2 separate regions of the Gossypium hirsutum genome follow, and region 1 is linked to region 2. The links are chromatin contacts, called in public Hi-C maps. All regions are on one chromosome and are shown on one strand. Each heading gives the region's core, a stretch centred on a gene start, on an enhancer-like site or on the middle of the called end of the contact. The rest is flanking DNA. Distances are from core to core; before and after follow the strand shown.

Region 1 (7,156 bases), core at 2,497-4,996, 280 kb after region 2:
AATAAATCGTTACATATGTATATGATTATGTTATAAGTTCATGTCATGTAAATGATCTAACCTTTGAATGTGTTTGTTGATATGCATATGAAAGAATAAGGATGCCAATGATTGACATGCTTTATTCCAATATGTTTTAATTGTTTAATTGTTGAATTATCAAGGTAAGTTAAGTAAATATTCATATGGGTTACTAAGCATTCATTATGCTTACCCCCGTTGTCTTCCTTTTCCTTTGCAGATTGTTAACTTGCAGAATGTGTCGATCGGATCTACGAGAAGCTCCATTTTTTCTTGTAAATTGATGATTTGAAAAAAAAAAATTCCACGTACTAAATTTTAATTGGTTGGTTTAGGATTCACTAAGGATGTTAACTCCAAATACCATAGTAATACACAAATTGATAGTTCATGTACTACATTGGAAATTTCAAAGTATAAAATACCACATTGGACATTTTATGGAAATACAGGTACCAAATAATACACAAATTAATAGTTTAGGTACCACTTTAGATATTTTCAAAGTACATATACCACATTCGACATTTTATGAAAATACATGTTCCAAATATTACACATATTGATAGTTTCAGTACCACATTAGATATTTTTAATTATAACGTACATGTGTCAAATATAATATTTTCCGTAAAAGATTTAATTTGAATTTATAATTGTGATTAAAATTATTCTTTTATACAATATTAGACGTAAAGATAAGGTAACAAAATTTAAATCCGTATTAAATTGGTCTCTAAAAGTCCTATAAGCTCCTCTCTATACAAGTTAATTTGTAAACTATTAATGTTTTCTTAAACAAATACTGATATAAAATATCCACAAATTAACGTCTCAACTTGAATATTTGGAAAGTGTTTTTTTTTTATTCTTTTTTATTCTGAACGTACGTCACCATTTTATTGGTTAAAAAAACAATCTAAATTATATGATTAACATTATTTTGACCTATAATTTTTTTTAAAGGTAGTGAAATTTAATATTTGATAGTTTTGACATCTAAAGAAATGGTTGCAACTTTGTTATTTGGGTTTTTTTCATAAGTATCTTTACTTTTAATTGAATTTAAAGATTTTCAAGAATACTTTTTTTACTTTGGTTAAAAACTGTGATGAATGAACTGATGAGAGATAGAGCAACCATAAAAAATTTTAATGAGAAAAAGTATTAAAGAAAAATGCAACAAAAATTATATTAGTCTCTTTCATGTCTTTAAATACTACACAACTCGTTTCTTGACTTTTGATTTCAAATAAATTTAAAAAATCCAAACATAATCTTCGGATAACAAAAAGGAAACAAAACCTGGAGCCATAAAACAGATGAAGACTCACTTCAACACTAGTATGGGAAAAATACAAGCTAAGGAACCCTACAAATCATTCTAAGCAGAGCAGAAGTGACTCCATATTTAAGAATCTGCAATGGTGACCTCCACCTCCACACCAGGTTCAATGGTAATAGATGTTATCTGCTTCACCACATCAGGAGAACTGAAGAGGTCAATAACTCGCTTATGAACACGAAGCTCAAACCGATCCCATGTGTTTGTTCCTACACACCACCCAAATGATTAGTCTTGATGCATCATGACCCTTAGCATACTAGATTGTTATTTTAACACAAACAAATCACATGTGCACCATGTAGCTCAAGCATCTAACATTAGCAAAGTCAAGTTCAACATATCAGAACAAGCAAAAAGTTAGCAGTTAGTTCCTTCAAGAAAAAGATGGATGTGGAATTCAAAATTATTAACCAGCATGCAATTACAATAAAGTAGTATAAAATGCAGAGGACAAGGCAAGAATGCATAGACACTCCTGTTTCTTGTGGGTGTTATGATTACAGAGAAAAACAGCATGCAATTACAAAAAAGTTGTATAAAATGCAGAGGACAAGGCAAGAATGCATAGACACACCTATTTCTTGTGGGTGTTATGATTACAGAGAAAAACAGAAATTCAGCAGTATTATATGCTCCATCACAACAAGATACCATTTCTAAAATCATTTCTGACGAACAGGGAACTAGAGTATTCTCCATACAATAGGTTTCTGAAACATGCTTTCGAGGTAGAGTCAAAATAGTTTCAAACATAAATAATTGGGTAATAATGTAAGCTACACAATACAATAAGAGTCCGTTGGACTCAAGGGGAGTAAATACCTTCACCACATGGAGACTTCCTTGTTGTAATGTGAAGAACCTTGGTAGGCATCCTCACAGGTCCCTTAACTCTCAGTCTCTTATCCTTGGCACCACGAACCAGATCAGCACAAACTATCAATTAGACATATAGACATTAGACTAACCAATGCTTAGTCTATCCATTTAATCCATATCAGACCCCCAGAAAGTACTCATCACTATATGAAATTTAGCTAAGAAGAGGAAAATTTGATAGTAACAAGATTATAGAGGTATAAGATAAATCGGTACCTTTCTCAAGGTTTTTCACATTCTTGGAGGAGAGAGTGATTCTGATCTTGTGTATCTGTTCTTGGGGCTCCTCCAAACCAGGCTTGGTCGGCTTCATTGCAGCGTAGGCCATAGTTGCTTTTGTGTTCTGTTCAGTACAATCAATTTCTAATAAATAAAAAAGTTATCATCCAAAAGCAATTCACAAAATTAAAAATCTTAAGACTCAGTCAGCTTTTAGCTAGAAATATCAATATATAAATGATATCGCAAGGGGTGATGGCAATTAAATGCACATCAATTTTCTCACAAAATTCTATTTTCAGTTTCAGTTCTCCCTTATTTTCTTTCTGCTTTGTCCTCATTCTTCTTTACCGATTTCTGAGTTGAAACATGTCATAAGAGATAACAGTCTGACTAGAACTCAAAAGGAAATGGGTTAATTGAAAAAAGGATGCTGATAGGATTGTCACCAAGGTTGGAAAAACTAGGAGCAGTTGAAAATGGAGCTGCAATCTGAAATGCAAATGGGAGAAAAGTTCAGAGGTTGAAATGAGAAATATGTTTAAAAGATGCAGATGATGAAAGGCTCAATCAGAGGAATGGCAGAATTTGAGTCAAAGCTGAAAATTGTATTGTGAGTTGCCACAACAATAAAGTTATAAATCCAGGACTGCGGTTGCTACCAGAAATGTTGGTAGGTTCTAGGATTCAGACTAAATACTCCAAGGCCCAGTGTCACAAATTCGATGGTGGGGATTGTCAAGGATGGTTGCCTAAAATGGTTCTTTGAAGATGATCAATCCAATGATTTCCATTTTAAAACAGTAACGGAAATGTTGCGAAAACTGGAAAAGGTTATAACCCAAAAATTGTGGGTTTTTACTTGTTTGATTGAAGATCATTCCGGTGAACTAGAGCTATAAAACCCAGAATACAGAAAACCTAAAGCACTGTTCTTTCTTATTTTGCTCATTAATCTGACCCCAATTCCAAAGCAAGCTATTTTACACATCAAATAAAAATACCAAGGAAAATAAAAGGGAAAGAGAAAAGGAAACCTGGAAGAAGTGGATGAAGTGAAAGAAGTTAAGTGTTAAGCAACAGCCTTTGGTTGCCTCTTTCCTCAAAAGCCAACGGAGTAAATGTATTTTTAGAAGATATGCAAGGGGATCGGTAGGGGCAGAGGCTTTTATTATTAGGGTTAGGGTTTTTAGAAAGAAGGCTCGACCAAATAGATTTACGGGGTCGGGCTGCAATATTTAGTGGGTAAATTCTTTGTTGGTAACCCAACTTTTAGGGTCTTCCTTGTAATTTTGTCACCTAGGACGTTTTAAGCATTAAAAAAAATTAAGAATTAAAGTAAAAAGGTGGTAGATGCTAAAATGATACACAAAATTATTAAATTATACTTATTTATTTATTGATAATGCCAATTAATTTATTACTATAATATTGAAATTAATTAATTTAATCTCTTTTAAAATTTAAAATTTTATTTTATATTTCCATATTATCCTTAACGAAAATAACTTAAATAACTAATTTTAATAATTGTTTACGAAATTAAAAGTTCTTTTGGTTATATAATCTTGAATATTCCTAAACTAAAACCAAAGCAAAAATACTTGTAATTAATTAAATTAATTGTTTGTTCTTCATTTGGGTAAAGAAGTGATGACAAAAATTATGAGTTTTATTTAGTATAAAATATAAAATTAATTAATTTAAAAGATTTTTCTTTACTTTTAGCTTAACATGAATTATTTGAGTTTAATTTGAAAACACGAAATAAATTTTAAATTTTAAATAAAAAGTAAAATTTTACCGAAAAATTTGAAAAGTAAACTTAGAATTTTAGGAATATTGTAAAAACAATTTCTAAATAAAATGTCCAATCTACCCTTATTCTATATAGGAGTTGAAAATATATAATTTATATAGGTAATTAAAATGTGATAAACAAAATAATATATTAAAAATCATATTAAAGCAAATTTCACCAATATGAACATAAATAGAATTAAAGAAAAAGAAATAATATGATTTAATATTCTAATAAATAAATAGAGAAAACAATGATAAATGGATCACTAATAAGAAAACTATAAAAAATGAGTATTAAACATGTAAAATAAATAAATTCATCCTTTCATCTCGAAATCTTAAAAAAAATTAATGGTTTTTTACTGGAATAATATAAAAAAATATGAAAATGGGTTGATGCTAAAATTAAGTACTGAAAAGGTATATTTGAATGGGTGGAGGACGGTGCATACGCGGCACGACCCTCATTTTCTGACACTTTACAGTAAAAAAAATATATTTTAGTAGTGGAGAGTGTCAGATAGGCGGCACCAGTTGTGCCTATCAGATAGGCAGCACCAGTTGTGCCTATCAGATAGGCAGCACTAGTTGTGCCTATCTGATAGGCGGCACACCCAGTATATTCCCCCACTCCCCTATCCGGCTCGTATCAGTTTGGAAAAAAAATTTAGCAGAACAAGAGAGGGAGAAGAGAAGAAAGAAAGAAAAGAGAAGAAAGAAAAGAAATGTAATTTTTTTTATTGTTATTTTCAAATATAATAGATTATGATAAGAAAAAAAATTGTTAGTATTATATAGTTTGTTTAGTGTTATTTTTATGTTTTGTTTTAAAGTTTTTTTGTTTATTGTGATTTGTTACTAAGTTTTGTGTTTAGATTATTGAGAATGTTATCTTGTAAAATTTTTTAATATATTTGATATTGTTAGAAATGGCAATAAATTTGATATTGTTAGAAATTGACTATTATCATTCATTAAATTTTTTATGTAAGTATTTTTATGTTGTTCGAAATTGTTTTGAGATTTTTTTATTAATTTTTTAACAGATTGAGTAATGAAGATGGATAATCAGTTTTTTGTATGCGTTTATTTCGATGGAGTCATTTTGATAACAACCGTTGGATGTATATTTGAATGTTGGCAACAAATAGCAATGAGATTTAATAGAAATGTCTCATTAGATGATATGAAGGGAAGGATTAACACAAAAATTGTTAGACGTTGTGGGAGAAGGATCTCGAAACTTTTTTACAAGTTTCCAGTTTGGACAAACCCTATCAAATTCACTAAAATGGAACTTGCAGACGACGAAGATGTAGAGACAATGATCGCTCTTTACTGTAGGAATCAGAGTGACAAAAATGCACCGATTCACTTATTTGCTGAGTTAGCCAGTTTGGAGCAAAATGAAAATTTCACTGCCTATGGTGAAGAACATGGAGCTAAAGAACCATGCATGGTGGCTCCAATATCGCACGTTGGTAGTGAATCGACTATACGCGGGATTGATATCAATCTTAATGTTACATCCGATATTTATGTGGTTGGTGATGATGGATATGATAGTAGTGATCCTTGTGATCAAGAGGTCGATAGCGATGGTTATCCCAATGTAGACGAGGTCCCCGATGATATTGACGATGAAGACGTGAATGATGATGGAAACATTAGCACGCCTTCAGTCAGGAGCCAGATTCGACGTATTGTGATACATAATAATCCTGTGCCACACATGTCGCTCATAGATCCCGACGCAGTGCACGTAGCTGAATTCCTGGAGTACCTTGAAATACTTTCTGCTCACTGGCTGACCGTAAATTCTAGTCCTGAGGAGTTGTTTGTAGGCCATATATTCGAAAGTAAGGAAGAGTGCATATTTGCTATTAAGCGGTATAGCATAAAAATATCAATGGACTACAAATTCACAGTGTCTAAACCGACATTATATATTGGGGAGTGTTGGAAGTCGGCGGAAGACTGCAATTGGCGGGTATGAGCTGCATTTATTCAAAATTCGCAGATGTGAGAGATACAAAAATTTGTTGGGCCTCACACATGCATATCAACACGTATGATAGAAGATCATCGAAAACTTGATTTCAAAACTATCTGTACGTGTATCATGCCAATGGTAAAGGACATATCGACCATTAAAGTTTCGGTACTGATTGCCAAAATGCAAGTACGATTCCAGTATCGAGTATCATATCGAAAGGTGTTGATAGCTAAACAGATGGCAATGGAGCAATTGTACGAGAATGTCAATGTATCGTATAATGAGCATAGGGATGGATAATCGCTATAGGGGAGTACATATCAGGGACTGTTATTGAGTTACAGACACGACCTTATTATGGCCCAGATGACCATCTACAACTGGGAAAAAGAATTTCCATCAGATGTTCTGAACGTTTGATCCATGTGTGCACACATTTCCCTACTGCAAGCCATTTGTGCAAGTGGATGAGACCTGGCTATATGAAAAATATATACAGATCCTACTTCTTGCTGTTGCTCAAGACATCAACAAGAATGTGCTCCCGATAGCATTTGCCATCGTAGATAAGGAGAACATGGAATCATGATAATTCTTCTTTATCAACCTGCGAAGGTATGTTATTAGCAACGATAATATTTGCATCATCTCCGATAAAGGGAAATGATTAATTATCGCCATTAGGCTTTTCGATGTGCACGAGCTAGAGCCAGATATTTTTCGCCAAAGAATGACTCGACTTGAGAGTGACATGGAGGGTCAAACGAACACATCTTTCTGACAGTGGTTAGGTACCATGGAGCCGTGACAATGGGCTCAAAATTTTGACGAGGGCTTTCATTATGGTCAAATGGCCACAAACTTGGTGGAGGGGATCAACGTTATGTTGT
Region 2 (7,159 bases), core at 3,789-6,288:
TTCTTTGAAATTTTTTTTCATTCTTCCCAACCATTGTTTTTCTGAAAAATCATCGTAATTGCCTACTAATAAATTTCACAAATACTAATGTATCATATTTTTTTACTAATATGTTAACATGAAATGCGACGCCTTGCCTTTAAAATTATTATATCAATAGTTAATAATTTTTTACTTCTAATTTTTTATACAACAAATCCCTCTAATTGTTAAATGTAATATATTAATATTTTCATAATTATTTTTAAAATGATGTACCTCTTAAAACATAAATACAGATTTAACTTAATATATTTAATAACAAATCTTTTTTAAAATGTTACTTTATATCAACGTTGAAACAATATTTTTAAATTAGATAAATTATCAGAATAATTAGTTTTGTTTACATCAACTTACATTTTAGTCACTTATATTTGAAATATTACGTTTTAGTCACTTACGTTATCATGTTATAACATTTTAGTTACTGAGTCATTAATTATCGTTAACGTTGTAACGGTAAGCTGTAGTGGCAGATTAAATCATCATTTCAAACAAAAATTTTAGGTTAATTTCTACAATCAGTTTCGTATTTTTTCGTTTTGAGCAATTTAATTTTTTCTTTTATGTTTTTTTAACTTTTCATTTTTTTTCATTCTTTCAACTTCTCTCTCTGTTTTCCTCACTTCTCTATATCTTTTAACATAGTTATTTTTTATGTTTTTCATTTGTTAAAACTAGTCCCCATACTTTTATTTTTTGAACAATTTAATTTTTTCGAGTGAGGCAAGCTTGTGGACTAGATTTAACAAATGAAAAATATAGAAAAAAAACTATGTTAAAAGAAATTAAAATGGAAGAAAACAAAGGGAGAAGCAAAATAGAATGGAATAAAAAAAAAGGAAAGTTAAAAGAACATAAAAGAAAAAAATTAAATTGCTCAAAATGAAAAAATATAGGGACCAATTGTAGAATTTAACATAAAATTTTCATTTGAAATGATGATTGATCATGCCATGTCAGCTTACCATTACACCGTTGACGACAATTAATAGTTCAGTGACTAAAATGTTACAACACAATAACGTAAGTGACTAAAACGTAACATTTCAAACATACATGAGTAAATGTAACATGAGGCAAATCAAAATAACTATTTTAATAGTTTATCCTTTTAAATTTTACTTGTCAAGGGAAGAAAGATTCTTGATTATATTTTTTGAAATATTCTACTGAAATTATTTGCATACATTTAATTTTTATATTATATTTTAAAATTAAGTGTATTTTTTAAGTTGTTTATATACTTAAATATTATTTCATCAATAATTTCAATTAATACATCATTATTTAATTGTAAAAATTTTATAAAATATACGAGCATAGAAAACCAGTCATATGTGTATTTTAAAAGCATTTATATTATTGGTTAAGCCTGTGATTGAGTTGGTATCACGAGTTAATCGGCCCCCAACTTGGTTAGGAAAATGAAAAAAATATCTTTTCGTATTTAAAATAATTTATATGAGTACTTTAGTCTTTTACTTGAAAATAAAAATAAAAATATACATATTTTAGGATTTAAACCTAGACCAATTACATAATTAAAACCTTTAATTTATCACCCAATCAAAACTCTATTTTAATTTTTTTTATCCATTTTAATTTTATCATACACTCTTTATCGAGCTCTTTATTAAGCTCTTTATTACCTCCATCGAGCTTTACTTGCTTGACCCTACACACCCATCTAAAGAATAGTGCAATGTAAATGACAACTACGAGAAATAACTTCTGATTACCTTCAAAATATTGACATGTTTATAATTTGAGCATTTTAAAGGTTTCCCTTTGGTATTTCCTGGCCTGTCTACTAAATATCAGTGAGTCAGTCATCAGCCATTCAAAAGATATGCCATTCTCAAGGATGTAGGTGCTTTTGGTTTTATAATATATATACATAGAGAGAGAGAGAGAGAGAAAGAGAGAGAGAGAGAGAGGTAAAAACAAATAAAGGTAAATGTAAAAATAGAGCAATCTCATCTCCTCAAATTGTTAAATCTGTTTTACACAGCCCTATATATCAACCAATCTTACAGTCTCACCACTCACAAGTATCACAACAGTATTTACTACTCAAAGACCTACCTATTTGATTGTCTTCTCTCTTTCAATTAAAAACAACTCTTGCTTATTCAACATTTACTTTAGCACTAGCTGCCTCCATCAGCCCATTCCGTATCTGCTCACCGATATCCCTAACATGACCAGGTCCATGGGGTATAAAAACAGTAGTGTTCTTGGAGGAGTTTCCGAGGTCTTTGATTGTATCAAAGTACTGTGTGATCATTATAAGATCCATCACTTCCTTGGCTGAGGTGCCTTCCACCTTGTGAGAGAAATTCAAAATGTTCTCCCTCAACCCATCCGTGATTGCCTGCCGCTGCCTGGCCACACCCACCCCACCCAAGTACTTGGCTTCGGCTTCTGCTTCTGCTCTTTTAACTTGGAGAATCTTCTCAGCTTCCCCTTTGTACACACTGGCAAGCTGAAGTCTTTGAGCTGTAAAATAAAATCATAGCCAAGTTATGCATTTCTTCAAATTTCAGACAAATGGATCTCAGGAGTCCAAGAGTATTAGACTCGAGTTTGCATGGTCTTTGAGCTGTAAAACAAAATCATAGCCAAGTTATGCGTTTCTTCAAATTTCAGATAAATGGATCTAAAGAGTCCAAGAGTATTAGACTCGAGATTGAATGGTCACTGAATTTCATTGCATCGTTTAATAGCTTAATTAGTGCCAAGAAGACAGACGTGATTCTTACAGAAGCTGGAGTTTAGGTAGTACTTTCACAACTTTAACAAAATTTTATATGCTTGTATCAGAAAGAGAGAACTAAAACAGATAGCTCAATAAAAGTGGGAACATCTTTAATTGGTACATGTCATTACCTGCATTTATCTCATTCATTGCTTTGCGTACAGAAGAATCAGGAATGATGTCAACCATCAGAATATGCTCAATGCTATATCCATATTCTCCCATAACCTGATACATAATTTCAGATTCAATATAATATATGATATGAATAGCCTCATAAAAGGTAGAGAAGAAGCACATAGATTGAGAAAAGGAAACCCAAATTTAGATGCATGCATAACCACTCTAGCGCAATTAGATAGAAAATGGTCATAATTTATCATGTATCATTAAAAAAGAATTGCTACATTACAAGAAAATGAAAATGGCTGTTCCTCATGCATTCATATTCTGGTAAAATGCAGGCCAAACAAGAAGACCACAAAATAGTCCTAATCTCTCCTTTATTGCAAAGGAGAGCTAGTCCATTGCTTCACTTACCATCTACTATTGGGCACATCAAACTGAAAGCAACAAGTACAAGACTGACAGTAAAAGTAACATGGAGGCCCCTATACTAGGGGCTAGATTGCATTTTGCCTCCTCTACTAAAAAATGGGCAAATTAGTAATGGGCAAATTAGTCTCTATACGTTAAATCAAAGAGGCAAATTGATCCTTTTTTATGAAAATTTCATTCATTTATACTGGTAAAAATTAGCATAACTGATGGAATAACCAAAAAGTGACACATGATGTGCCATGTGTAGGACCATTTTTGAACCGTAGAACTGGATGAAATTTTTTACAGAAAGATCAGTTTGCTTTTTTATCTAATATATGTGGACTAATTTGCTCAAAATGCATGACTCTTAGTACAAGGACATCTATCGTACTTTTTTCGAGAGTGACATATCAAAGTCTACTTAGGTTTACCAGCTCATCAGTTTCTACAACCAAAATTTATCTATACATATACATGCCTATATAATCATTGGTCTTCTTCGGTCCACCCGTTAAACAGTTTTTACAACCAACTATATATGTATGTGAGTGTATATATACATGTAAGCCTTATGCGCTTAATTTAAGCACTCTTGAGTAGTTTGGTGCATAAGGATAACTGGTATAGCAAATGAATGAACTATACTACCTTCTCAATTTCCTCAAGCACTGCTTTAGCAACCTCACCCTTTTGTTCAAAGAGTTCATCCAAATCCATCCTTGGAACTATAGCTCGAACCACTACCACCAACAAGGGAAAAGAATGAGACGAAATGCGATGCATAAATGGTTTTAGTTTACCAAAAAAGGAGCATAATATTATGGCTGATACGCATAAAGAAAGCCAAAGAAAATGACCATCAAACACAAAAGCCTGGATCTGTTCTTTGGGATTTTGCAGCTCATAGAATGCATCATCAGCATGTCGTTTCATCACTCGGTATTGAATGGAGCAAACCAATTGAACAAAAACATTGTCCTACAAAATGTAACATTCTCGTATTCATACTCATTGATCTTCAGCTAGTAAAGCAACAATATCAATGTAAATCTTGTTCAATATTGGGCGATTTCCCAGCAAAACAAGCACACACAAAAAAAAATGATAAAATTCATATGATGAATTGATTAGAAATAGAGAAGCTAGGCATATTGATGGAAGGGGTTAAAACGGGACTTGACCTTGGTTTTGGTCTCGATGCGAACATCGAGAGAAGAGATTCGGGTAGAAAGGACGCCGGCGAGCCATTGACCAGCGCAGGGGTTAAATAAGTGAAGGCCAGGCTCCGCTAACTTCTCGAAACGACCCCACCTCTCCACCACGCCTATACTGGCCTGATCGACGCACGCAAAGAATATGCAAGACGTATTCCCCATTTTTTTTTCTCAATCGATAATAAACAAAACGGATGAAACAAAAAAGAAAGAACTAAAATCAAATGAAAGGAGGTGGAACTCTTTGGTTCTTGATTACGAGTTAATACGGTGATAAGTAGGAGATTCGGTGTGGACGGACTACGATAAGGATTTGGACTCTCGACTTCTCGCGTCGCCTCCTTCGTGGTGATTTTTTTATTTTGAGAAAAAAGTTGGTTTTAATTGGATTTGGATAGCATCCAGGGTTGCTTCTTGACGTAGGGGATTATTACCTTTGCTTGACCCATTGCATTTTGAAGTGCAGAAAAAACAAATAAAAATCAAGTATATTTACTAAAACGCTCCATAATATGGAATGGTTATTATCTTCTGTTTTCGTACTCTGAAGATATCATACCAGAATATCTCACCAGACTCTGATCAAACAAGTAAATTTCACATGACTTTACCCAAAGTATCCCAGCAAACACAAAGAGCCATCATAAAGCTAGGGAGATGAAAATAAAATTAAGGGTTTACAAAGTTACATCACTTGTGCCAATGAAAGCACAAAAATCCAAAACTTAAAAAGCTTGACATGAAAATCCAGTTGAAACCGAGTCTACACGCCCAGATCTTGAACCACTGCTTCCATGGATGGTCTTTCTACAGGACACTCGTGAGTGCAATGCCAAGCAATTCTTGCAAGTTTAGCTGCTTCACATTCCAAGTACCTACCATGTAGGTTTGGGTCTATAAAATCTTGGATTCTACAACATTCACCTCCAACTCGTACCAAGCTAGTCACATTTCGTTTCCCACAAAGGACTTGAAAAACCACGACCCCAAATGCATAAACATCACTCTTCTCGGTAAACCAGCCTGTACTAGTGTATTCAGGAGCTAAGTAACCCATAGCAGCACTGCCCTTGAGTGCTGCAAACACGATATCATTGGTAAGGAGGTTGTGCAAGCCCGAATCCGAGAGCAAAGGATTGAACTGATCATCGATGAGCACTTTTTGAGCTGAAATGTTTTGGTGAACGAGGGCAGGTTTGTTTACTTCGTTACGATGCAAATATGCTATACCTTTGGCTATGCCTTTAACAATGGAAACTCTTGTGGACCATTCCAAGACCTGTCCATTACCATCCTTGACATCAAGACAGCTTAGTAAATTCCCATTAGGGACAAAATCATATATGAGAAAGCACTCTCCCCGGGCCTTTGAACAACAGAACCCTCTCAATCCCACTAAATTTTCATGCTTCAATGAAGCCAAAACATTCAGTCCCTTCAAGAACTCAGCGTCATCTGATTTGCAACTAGTTTTGCCGATGCTTTTAATCGCAATAGCTGATCCATCCCTTAGAAACCCTCTATAAGTTGCGGAAAAGTTACTCTTCCCCAATAAATTTAACTCCGAAAAGTACTGAGTAGCTGTCTCCACCTCTTCTAAGTTGAACCTAAAGCTCTCAGCAAAGCCATTGTAGTTCCTGCCATCAGCCAAAGGATCCCAACCATTAGCATACTCAAGGCTAATGAGTGGAGATCCGTTCTTCCTACTAAACTCCTTGGTTTGATCGGTGCTAAGGCGGTTTTCAGGAACTTCAGATAAGCTACTAAGCTTCTGTTGCTGGCGATGATATTGCATGAATGTGACGAGTCCTATAACTGATAATGCAACTATGACAACAATCAGGGCAACAAGAATAGGACCCCTTTGAGACTTTGATGGCTTCGAGCAGGGTTTTTGCTCACAAGGTAACTGAAGATTTGCCGTCTCCGGTATTTCTCTAGTAACACCAGCTGCCTCTGAACCATACACCTCAGGTTTGCTTGGATTAATATGATCAGAATCATTACAAACTTTCAATGATGCAAAACCAGACCCACATAGACCCGGATTATTTTGAAACAAGAATCCATCATTCAGCCTCTTAAGAGCTACATCAAACCAAGAAGGGAAAAAAATCAAATGAAGTTCATTATTATTTTTCCATAAAGCCAAGCAGAATATAGTTATATATATATATACATAAAAGATGTACCAAGAGGGACATTGCCAGAAAGTGAATTGTTCCGAATGTCTAGAACTTGAAGCAAAGGTGCATCAGCTAGTTTCGTAGGGATAGAACCAAAGAAACTATTGAAACTCAAATCAAGCCTTATTAATGTACCCAAATCCCCTAAACTTGCAGGGATTGCACCAGTAAGTTGATTGGACTGCAAGGCAAGTACATTAAGCTTCTTTAAAGATCCCACTTGTGTTGGTATGCTTCCTGTGAGTTGGTTATAACAGAGCTGCAACACTACACAGTATATTTGCAAAAGAAGGAAAAGGGAAAAAAAAAACCCAGTTAAGTGATTTTTGCTTTAAAACATAAAGACCCAAAATGGAAAATTTTCTCATAATCCAAACACAGCAAGATTTTGAAAAAAACCAATGGTAAATAGA

What was found. A called contact is a pair of places that touch in the nucleus more often than the background predicts.
Region 1: a contact with region 2 is called in a Hi-C map of leaf, with 2.2 times the contacts expected there. The contact joins the promoter of LOC107888758 here to the promoter of LOC107888760 in region 2. A contact is called at or near these places in 6 of 34 Hi-C or Micro-C datasets (callus, hypocotyl and leaf).

What each region holds. Positions count from the first base shown.
Region 1 is chrA09:39,450,079-39,457,234 of Gossypium_hirsutum_v2.1, forward strand. It overlaps LOC107888758 (40S ribosomal protein S20-2), which reads right to left and starts at 3,747. Exons shown (of 4, transcript XM_016812953.2): 1 at 3,505-3,747; 2 at 2,465-2,591; 3 at 2,192-2,305; 4 at 1,239-1,575. The coding sequence starts at 2,576. The coding sequence ends at 1,433.
Region 2 is chrA09:39,173,032-39,180,190 of Gossypium_hirsutum_v2.1, forward strand. It overlaps LOC107888760 (protein PPLZ12), which reads right to left and starts at 5,039. Exons shown (of 5, transcript XM_016812957.2): 1 at 4,528-5,039; 2 at 4,204-4,324; 3 at 3,995-4,086; 4 at 2,935-3,031; 5 at 2,000-2,544. The coding sequence starts at 4,722. The coding sequence ends at 2,174. It overlaps LOC107888759 (LRR receptor kinase SERK2), which reads right to left. Exons shown (of 3, transcript XM_016812956.2): 2 at 6,753-7,013; 3 at 5,052-6,648. The coding sequence ends at 5,324.